Linked DNA regions of Zea mays: regions 1 and 3 are each linked to region 2. The links are chromatin contacts, called in public Hi-C maps. All regions are on one chromosome and are shown on one strand. Each heading gives the region's core, a stretch centred on a gene start, on an enhancer-like site or on the middle of the called end of the contact. The rest is flanking DNA. Distances are from core to core; before and after follow the strand shown.

The links. Hi-C and Micro-C count contacts between places; a contact is called where the count stands out from the background.
Region 1: a contact with region 2 is called in a Hi-C map of ear, with 8 times the contacts expected there. The contact joins the promoter of LOC103636658 here to the promoter of LOC103636656 in region 2. A contact is called at or near these places in 13 of 25 Hi-C or Micro-C datasets (bundle sheath, ear, endosperm and 5 more) and 1 of 3 datasets of contacts at active chromatin or transcription factors (leaf).
Region 3: a Hi-C map of endosperm shows a contact between it and region 2, with 1.9 times the contacts expected there. The contact joins the promoter of LOC100283592 here to the promoter of LOC103636656 in region 2. A contact is called at or near these places in 3 of 25 Hi-C or Micro-C datasets (endosperm and leaf).

The regions. Positions count from the first base shown.
Region 1 is chr8:181,283,675-181,287,075 of Zm-B73-REFERENCE-NAM-5.0, reverse strand. It overlaps LOC103636658, which reads left to right and starts at 1,504. Exons shown (of 2, transcript XM_008659008.4): 1 at 1,504-1,825; 2 at 1,928-2,219. The coding sequence starts at 1,772. The coding sequence ends at 2,158. It overlaps LOC103636657 (a long non-coding RNA gene), which reads right to left. Exons shown (of 2, transcript XR_558110.4): 2 at 2,257-3,401.
Region 2 is chr8:181,109,423-181,112,754 of Zm-B73-REFERENCE-NAM-5.0, reverse strand. LOC103636656 (zinc finger CCCH domain-containing protein 19) reads right to left here and starts at 1,431. Exons shown (of 12, transcript XM_008659007.3): 1 at 1-1,431. The coding sequence starts at 929.
Region 3 is chr8:180,944,874-180,948,420 of Zm-B73-REFERENCE-NAM-5.0, reverse strand. LOC100283592 (MAC/Perforin domain containing protein) reads left to right here and starts at 1,286. Exons shown (of 6, transcript NM_001156493.1): 1 at 1,286-1,734; 2 at 1,901-2,139; 3 at 2,505-2,700. The coding sequence starts at 1,444.

The sequences.
Region 1 (3,401 bases), core at 255-2,754, 170 kb before region 2:
GGATGAACTACCTACCGTTCCATTCCAGTCGGCACGGTAAACCTCTCCATATGATTCTATTGAAGGAAGCAAATCAATCAATAGTTTTCACGCACAACTCAGGAAATTGCAAGTTCATGAAAACAACCTACGTCTATTCAACTAATAAAAAACATGTCCATCAAATCTAACAACTTGGCTATACAAGGAAAACAAGAACAAATAAATTATTCAGAGCAAAGGAAAATCTTGCACAACAACGATAAAATGTAGTCCGACTAAACGTTTGTTTCCATCAGTACAATATAGGAATACACGCCAAAGTGCGATCGTGGCAACAAGTGTGAGTGCAAACATGGTCGAACAAGGAAATGGGTTGGAGCAAAGCCAGTCGATCCCAAGGTTCATTTCCAATGGTAATTGTTAAAAATCTTTATTGTGGTTATATATTTTCTCAACCCTGAATGCCATGTCTTTTACTTGGATTGTATTTTCACGAACCAGTTGATGACGACGATGAGGGTGTCATATTCGGAGAGGATAATGATGAGAACGAGGGATATTTTTAAGTGAGAACATACAATTCGGTCTGGTGTTCCAATTGACTTAAAAGGGTATTTTCTCAATACCACGTTCTCAACAATTTAATTTTTTTCTATGATAACCATTGTATATAATATAGTTGGTCAAACATTATTCTATAGGGTTAATAATAGCTACTTCGTTCTACAAGCTATGGTCATATGGGGGAATGATAGACGAATGGAATTTGATAGGGTGAGTGGAGTACATTTGTTTCATGTTCAAACATACATTTCAGTTACATAATATAAATTTGACGTTTTGTTCTCTTATGTCTTTGTGTGTAGGATGCAAAGATTCTTCGAAATAACTTTGTAATTGATCTGTTAAGTTGCGAGGACAATTCATGCCGCTATGCCATCCCTGCAAACATACAACAAAGACTTATCAATATCGCTAAAATGGATTAGATTAATGTACGGTTGTCGACATATTTGCCTATTATTAAAAATTCTATATTGACTCTTTAAAATAGTTTGTGCGATATTGATAATGTTTGTCACACGGATTCTGTATATTATAGTGAATAGATGGTGAGAGACTATGCACGAGGCATGCAAATTAACAAGACTCCTACAAGCGTGGAACAGTGTGCTAATGGGGCACAAGAGTAACACATGCTCATAATCCTAACATGTTTGGCTTTCGAGCAAACTTTCTCCAGACCCCAAAGAAATATAAGATCTAATTAGATATGTGTCGATGCTCATCCCAGCGTACTTCCGTTGCAACGCACGGGCACACACCTAGTAAGATATAAGGGTGGAAATTTAGGACGAACGGCTGAAGGTAGTCTCCCGCGGCCGTGGAGGCGCTCCATCTCCATGCAATGCAATGGGAGGGGTGTCCGCGCGAAAGATGTTGTATTTTTGCCATTTTGTACAACGTGGCTGTGAAGTGACGCTATGCCGCTCGATACCAGCGTGGATCAGCCAGGGAAATCCCTGTTTTGCCCTCGCTCGCTTTCCTTTGCCTTCTTTGCCGCCGTCGTTGACCCGATCCACTGTAGCTCTTAGTTCTTCTCCTCTCTCTCTCTCTCTCTCTCCTCTCCCCTCTCCTGTCGCACTCTCCTGTTCCGGCCACCAGCGTGCCCAGCATGGTGCAACGCTCGGGTAGAGGAGGGCGGAGCTGGTCTTCAGGGGTAGCTTGAACTGGCGACCGGATTGGTTTGGAGACCGGTTTGTCCCTGATTTGGTGCCCCAAGTGCAAGATGGCCCGAGTGATTGAACTGAGGGTGAAGAGGGAGAATGAGAACCTAGGCCAAGTGTTTATCAAGTGCCCTAGGAGTGTTGACGCTTTGATTGCCATTACTTTGTGTTTTTCGAAATCTGATTTTGGATTATTTGATTTGCTTTTGTATGTGTAGATGCCAGGAAGGTGCCCATACTACAGATGGCAGAGGGAGTATTTTGAGAAATTGGTGAAGGAGAGGTTGATTGCCTTGTTATTCGATGATTGGGAGGAAGATGATGGAGAGGTGGATTCCAAGAAGGTTTCTGAAGTAGGAAATAGTGAAGACATTGCAACTTCTGTTTGTAATGGTTGTAGTACCTGTGGTAGTAGTGGTGATGTACATGTTTTAATGATCTGTCTGTAATGATGTATATGAACAATTGAAGAAGTTGGAAGGGAATGTTGAACTTTGTCAATACAGTTCACAGATCATTGAAAACAGAAAACAGTCACACCATAGCATTGTTGAAACCATCAGCATTCATTACATCCCAACATGACCTTGTTCATAGCATTCAAAAGAGACATCATTACAACATTCAAAAGAGACATCATTACATTCATGGCTCAGCTTAAACTGTTCTTAGCCCTCAGATTACAAAAGAGATATGCAACCACCTTTTCAGGGCTCAGCTTAGACTATTCTTAGCCCTTAGATTACAAAAGAGACATGTCATAGCACTCGAAGGGACATGCTCCTCGGCTTCAAGCATTGAACTTGATCTTCTTTCTTGTTGCAAGCTATTTCCTTCTTAGGGGGAGCATCAACCATTGAACTGGGACCGTCTTCTTGCACTGACATGTTCACTTCAACTCGTGGTGGTTCCAATGTTAGTACCCTTCTTGTGGATACCTATAATTCTGCTTCCTTGGCTGCTTGCTCAGCCTCTAGTGCCCTCCTAGCCTTTTCTCTTGCAGCTTGTGCCCTTGTTCTTGGAGATGGTTCAGCTAGTGGTTCAGCTTGTGCACCTGTTGCAGCTTGTGGGTGAGCTAGTGCACCTGTTGCAGCTTGTGGGTGAGCTTGTGCACCTGTTGCAGCTTTTGGGTCAGCTGCTGCACTTGAGCAGCTTCTGGTTCAGCCCCCTTAGCTTTCTTCCTCTCTCCAGTTGTCTTGGTCTTTCTGGTTCTCTTCCTACAAAGGATGAATAGTTAGTAGGCATTTCTAACATAAGTACAAAGGATGAAACATTCATAACTTAACCTCTTTTTCGTTCCAGTTAGAGGCATTTCCAACTTCCCTTCCTATGGTCATTTTCACCACAGTTGGCGCACTTAACTTGTCTTCTAGCCTTACTTGTCCTCTCTAGAGGAGATAAGAATCTGTTTTTCTTCTGCCTTCCCACACCTCTCCTCTTGAATATTGGTGGCTGCAATTTGAAATCTTTATCCACCTTAGGCCATTGTGACATGTCAGTAATGTTAGGCCATCCCTTGTCATATGCTGCCCTTAGCATTGAAACAAAGAAAGCCATGTCCACGTAGGGTTCTAGCTGAGGTTGTCTGCAAGTAGTGATTACAACGAAAGCATGTGGGCATGGCTTCCTTGTCACCTGCCACTACCTACATGTGCATTCCTTTTTCTCTAAGTATACAACATGCCTCCTCAC
Region 2 (3,332 bases), core at 182-2,681:
TCTTCATCAGCTGTTGCAACTTCCTTTTGCTCATTATCATCTCCAGGCAGTCCACCCCTACCCATTTGTATCCTCTCATCAGGCACATCAACACCACCTGCCACATCATGTTTCTCACTATCATCTCTGGTCATGGTAACTTCACCCATGTGTCTGTGCTCCTCATTTGTGGCAGTGTCAGCAATAGTGCCAACACGTTCTGCCTCATTGTTATCTCCGGCTTGAATCCGCATATCCATATTTGTGCATTCCTGTACAGCATGGTCACCAGCTTCCACAAGCTCTGTTCCCACCTCATTTAACAGAGCTGTAGCCACATCCAACTGTGAGCTTTCCCGATCCTGAGCATGCACATCACCATGGGCTGAAACATCCATATCCATCCTTGCACTGTCATCTTGTATGTCATTTACCAAGAGAGCGACCTCATCAGCGTCAAGGGAATTGCCACCAAACTCCTGATCAGTTTGGTCATCGGACCTATGCACACCTCCAGGGAAAATTATATTGCAGTCATCATTAACCAGGCAAGCAGCCACCGCTGTGCAATCCTCTGCAGATGATACCAGAGCAGCACCGACCTCTATGAGATCATCTGCAGCAGCACTAACCTCTGTTTGCATGCCAACCTCCATGGGATCATCCACCAGCTTGGAGGTTGACACGGCAGCACTAATGTCATTAGTTTGCCCCTCTACATCAGCACCCTCCTCTGGCTCGTCAGCAGTAGCAATATCGGGTTGGTTGGGGTCTTCAGAAATCCCCACGAGCTCATTTGCCACTATAACACTGCCACCTCCACCATAACAAGTCTCGTAATCCTTCTGACCCTCAATAGCCTCAATATCCTTGTAGTCCTCGCCTAGCATAACATCCGGGGTTGTCAGCGTGGCCACCTCCATTGCAGGAGGTGGCTCAGCGTCGGACATACTGATTCTATGAGTGGAATAGTGCCAGACCAGGATTTGGGTGATTGAGTATTCCCAGCCACCGCTACTACACACCGTCAGTCGGACGTGTGTGCGCGGCGCTCGAGCTCGGCCCCGGGAGGCCGGGACGCTGGATGCTGCCCGCCTGCTCTACTTCCGTTGGCGCGCTGCAGAGTTCGCACGCTAGGCGGTGGCGCGCATTCGCCTCCGTCCGCTTGTCGCAGCCTCGCGCTGGGCGATGGCAACGCGGTTGCACCGTCGCAGCGTTGCGCTTGTCGGCCGCCGGTGCCTGCCTACCGGCTTCCCTAGGGTTTGTGATTGGGGATTGTGGTTGCCTCTCAGAAGGAGAGACCGAGAGGCGAGAGCAGCAGGGCGCAGGAGAGATCTGCTACAGGCGACTCGAGATGAGATGGCGTCGAGTGGGCTGCGGACAGTTGAGTACGGCTTGCTGCGACGGGCTGACGGCCCATGGGTTTACTCGTGTCGGACACGGGACATCCTCCAAATGTACGACTTGATTTCCTATTTTATATTTTACTAGGTCGGTGCCCGTGCGTTGCAACGGAACCGTATAATAACACGATAACCAAAGAATGAGATAGAGATTTGCCTGTTTCCATTATACGAGTGTACTGAATATACATGTAAATGAAACAATTCCTGAACTAATGGACCAAAAACTGGAACTTGTATCCTGTCCAAGAATTGTACACCACCAATCAAGTAATCCCTTCCCAACTCATCAATCACAACCTCCAACCTAGGGCCTAATGAATCAATCTGTATCATAGTGCAAAATGAACAAGAATTTGGCTCACTGTCCTGTACAGGGCATGGCGATTCTCTATCTTCTCTAATGCACAGGGCGTGGCGTTTTAGTCACATACAACTGGACGATCGATCATCCACCAACGCGGTGTTGCACTGCACTGCACGGTCATCTCTTCCACTGGGGCAGCCGTTCAGCCAGACTACCTGCGAATACAGCATATAGTACACAGAAATTGTAAAGAGAGCACTACAACAAGTATCTGCCTGTAACTATGTCATTGTCTCCACAGATGGTAATGAAGCAAGTGATTCCATACATGATATCTAACTTTTGGGCAAAATAACATGATATAAACATTCGCAAAGTTAACAGAACTTGTTAACAAGCATGATCAGAGAACACCAGTATCAGTGCTAAGACCAGAACTTGCTTTCCAAAATGCAGGCCACGGTTAAACATGAGTCATAGTAGTAGGTGACAATTTCAGCTGTCCAAGACCAGAACCAATTGATATCCAAGTCCAGAACCAAGACTAACTTCTACAAACATTTAGAATAAAACTGGGTTGCTACAAACATTTAGACTAAAAACGAGAACACACATTTGGAGTGAACCAAGTGGTATCCAAGTACAGAACCACACATTTTGAGTGAACCAACTGCTGTTGCATGGCATAGGATCACACATTTCAGATTTCAGGAACCAAATTACAGTTGTACATGGCTTGGATCTTCTTCTTTGGAGTTATCTTTTTCACAGCTTTCCTTAATTTCCTAGGTGGGGACAGTGTTGAAACAACCTCTGCTGCACATTCCACCGGTGGCACAAGTTCATTCACAGGAGGCATTGGTACAATTTCAAGTGAGGAAGATGGAATGCTAACAAGCTGCTATGAGGAAGAATCCACACTTAGTTCGGGCTGCTCAGCATATGCCTCAGGCTCTTTTGGAAACCACTTTTTAGTCATGCGTCTTGATGTACCAAAATGTTTGTAAGAAACTGCATCAAATCAGTGTTCATAAGAAACAGAATTTCTCTAGTGTAGGTCAAACATAAACTGCAAGGTATGATTTCATATCACTTGGGAAATGTACCAAATGCTCCCAATGGAACATCAACATGATCATGTTAAACTGCATCAAGTACATGTTATCTGTTATTTTAGTGAAAATCTGAACAGCACACAGAAGAAACATGGGTGAACTTTTGCTAGCCAAGCTATACAGAAGCTTATTTGATCATGTCAAAAGAAAAGAGGAGAAAGATAAAGAAAGTTATATGTACCTACTGTGTACTATGCAGACAGTATATAAAAGTAGAAAAGATCGCTAACCAATCATTTTACCACACAGCTAAGCTAACTGCTTGAAGTAGCGGTGGCGGTGGTCGAGCGCGGGCTGAGGCGGCAACAATGGCTAGGAATCAGATAAATAATTAAGATTGATAATGTTATTGTGTAATTACTACACACCTCTAATTAAGAGAGTTTCGGTATTCTCACCTCGAGAAGTCTCTTAGACAGTTTCGATATTCTCACCTCAAGATTGTGAACAGGTGCACCCATGTCAACCTCTCTGATACCAGGCACCAACAATAGATTGCAGCCCATCCGTTCTCAATCCTGCTAGCAG
Region 3 (3,547 bases), core at 37-2,536, 160 kb after region 2:
GGAGAAAATATTTCATAAGTAAGCATGCCATGTCAGCTAAATCGAGTGGATATTGTGAATTGTGAACTTTGAGTCTGTGAACTTGTGATCTTTATGAACTTGTTATACTGTGAACTTGTTATATTGTAAACTTGTGATATTTGTAAACTTTTTATGTTATAAATTTGTGATCCTTGTGAACTTGTTATATTGTGAACTTGTTATATCATGAACTGTGAACTTGTGGTCTTTGTGATCTTTTGCCAACTTTGTTGTATCGTGAAGTTTGATATGTTTAGCGATCGTATTTTAGATTTCGACCGTCACCGGTGTATTTACCGCACCAAACTTTCGTTTCCGATGTTTCCGAAATACCGATATCGTTTCTGTTTCCGGAGTTACCGTTTTCGATTTTGTTTCCAATAAAAAATATGAAAATGGTAATGGTTTTAGTGTTTACCGACCGTTTTCATCCCTAGCAGTCCGCCAGTCTGTACCCACGCGGATGCTCCCTTGGGCGAGCGGAGCACAATCTGGACGATGTTGTTCTAGTCCCTGACCACCTACAGCCCCAACGTTGGATCCATGGAGTTGACGAAGCGCCCCATGCTCATCGACGACCAGCCGAGCAGCAAGCAGCGTGTGCTCGACCTGTGCAGCGCACGACGACAAGGGAAGCAGAGTGGCACCTGACGGATGAGGCTGAGACAGAGGATGCGACGTTGTCGGCGTGGATGTCGTGGAGCCGCCATAGCAGGTCGCGGAGGTTGTGAATGTCGCCTATCCACCGCGTGCGTGGATGAGGCGTTGACGCGCGAAGGTTTCACGGAGGCGGGGTTGGGCGTGCGTGGATGAGGTCACCATAGGAGCCTATCCGTTGCTTTCGCGGGCGAACTGGACAGATGCAGGGGCACACGCGAAGAGGGGTCAGGGGGCACGGGGATGGGGCTAATCCATGGCGGCGCTTGCGGTGGTTGGATCGGAGGTTGAGATCGCGAGGGGAGCAAGCGGGGGCATAATTGTGATATGGTATACACTATTCTTTTAATAGATAGTAAAGATAGATACTATAATAATAAATAGGAGGTTGAGATCGCGAGGGGAGCAAGCGGAGGTATAATTATGATATGGTATACACTATTCTTTTAATAGATAGTAAAGATAGATACTATACTAATAAATACAAACAGGACGATAGTTGATGTAGCGGTTGATTCAACCTTACATAAAACCAAATATAGCACGAAATTAAGGAAAAACAATAAATGAAGAAAAAGAAAAGCCAGTCAAACCCAACCACCTCGGCATCGGGGTCTCCTTCCCCTCCTCCGGTTGTCCGGTCCCCCAGAAACCGTGTCCTTCCGTCGTGACAGCTCCCGACCTTCTGGCGGTCTTCCCCTCTCGTAGTCGGCGCGAATCCCGAGGTGGAGGAGGAAGAGGTAGAGGGGGCGGGCCCCATCATCCATGAGCCTTGCGGGCTCCGCGCTGGAGGCAGCGCTACTGGCGGTGGGGCGCGGCCTCGACGCAGCTGGAGACCACCGGCTGCTTTACTGCAAGGGAGACGGAAGGCTCGTCGCGCTCGAGGACCGTGCGCGGGACCTCCCGCTCCCCGACGGCGGCGTCCTCCCGAGCGTGCCCCACGACGTCGAGGTCGAGCAGTGCCGCAGAGACCTCGAGCGCATCCGCCCCTTCCCGTCCGGGTCCGGCCCAAGCTCCGCCGCAGCGGACGGTCCCTTTGTCTGCAGCTTCGATAAGGTGAGCTGGGGGTGCTTCGTCCCGATTGGAAACTTCCTATCGGATCGTGCCGCGTTCTGTTCTGTTTGCTGTGCACTTGTGAAGTGAAATTGTGAATCATAGTCGATGTCCTATACCCCGCGGCCGTTTACTTCGCGTTATGTGACTATGATTCATTTGTGGGCAGATGGCTGAGTATTTCAACAGGAAGTCATGTTTGTCCGAGACAGTACCGCTGGGTTCCTTCAACTCTCTCTTCAGCTTCACCGGTTCTTGGAAGAATGATGCGGCGACCACGAAGGCCCTTGCGATTGATGGCTATTCTCTGCCTCTGTTTCGAGTTAAAATTAGGAATTCTGAACTGACGCTGCTTGAGAGCGTTAAGCGAAGGATCCCAAATGTTTGGGATCCATCAGCATTGGCAAGGTCAGTAGGTAATAGTCTTATTTAATACTGTTATCAGGATCCATTTCTGATCAGTGCCATTTTGTACAACTCTACTGTCCCCAGCAGACTCCGTATTTCACTCTCTATCCCACTCCCTATTTGAAACTTCACTATGCAAACAGTGCAAAACAGTATTTTGCGCGGCCTATTGGAGATAAGGCTGTACGTGTAAAATAGGGGGCGTGGAACTGTAGATGACACTGTTTGACATTGTTTACAGAGTGTAGTTTGAAATATAGGATGAGATAGGGGATCTGCTAGAGATAGCCTAGTGTTCTACGCACCCTATTAGCTTAAGCCACTTACTAGCTGAAGCCTGAAGGTCTTGCTTCACTTGTTTGCAGCTTTATTGAGAACTATGGTACCCATATTATTATCTCTGTTACGGTTGGTGGTAAGGATGAGGTATACATTAAGCAGCATTCATTGTCCCAATTGTCAGAGCTGGAGTTCAAAAATTATGCGAGGGAAATTGGGAGGGAAAGATTTGCAGATGTGGAAAATAAGTCAAATGCATCTTCTATCAATTACAGTGAGAAGGTCAGCAAACTCCTTACTGCTTTCTTTATCCAAGTTTGCTGGAGGTGTTTTGGCTACATTATTTGGTTTGCCTGAATTGTTATACAACTGTTTGTTTACTAAGGATAGTTTGTGCATGCTTTGTTACTTTTGTATGTGCACGTGATGCATCTTTAAAAAATTGTTATGTATTGTGAATAAACAGTTACAGTCAGTTTTTTGAAGGGAAAACTTTGGGGGAGTTCCCCACGACACTTCATTTTTGTTTTTTAGTAAAAACAGAGTACAACATATGTACAGAAAATAAAAAGGAAAAATAGATTACACAAGAGACTAGCCATTGGAAAACAGAAGGTCGAAGATCTTCTCTGACTTTGATCCATTTGGAGGATTGACTGTTCCTTGAATCTCATGATCCAAAGGTTACGGCTAGCACGATCTCCATAAAAGAAAATCCATTCCTGATCTTCCAGATCTCCCAGCAGGCTGCCATGAAAATCTCCATAAAGAATTTCAAATATGAGGCTTGTCTCACTGCTAAGGCCGTGCTCAGCAGATCGTGCATATGGCTGTGCAAAATACTGTTTTGCACTGTAGAGTGCACTGTTTACAGAGTGGAGTTTGAAATAGGAATTGGATAGAGAGTCTGCTGGAGATAGCCTAAAAGCCTACCATGCAAGTTCAAGTGTAAATTCTGCTGTATGTTGAGATTATTCCAGCACAGTGTAGCAAAGGGACAGGCAAAAAAGTGATGGTCAATATCTTCCTCCATGGATGTGCTGCACATGGCACAGTTTGCATTATCTGTAAATCAAAGTTGCTTCTTCTGACATAATCCTTGTATTTAGTCTATCCACAAATATAAGCA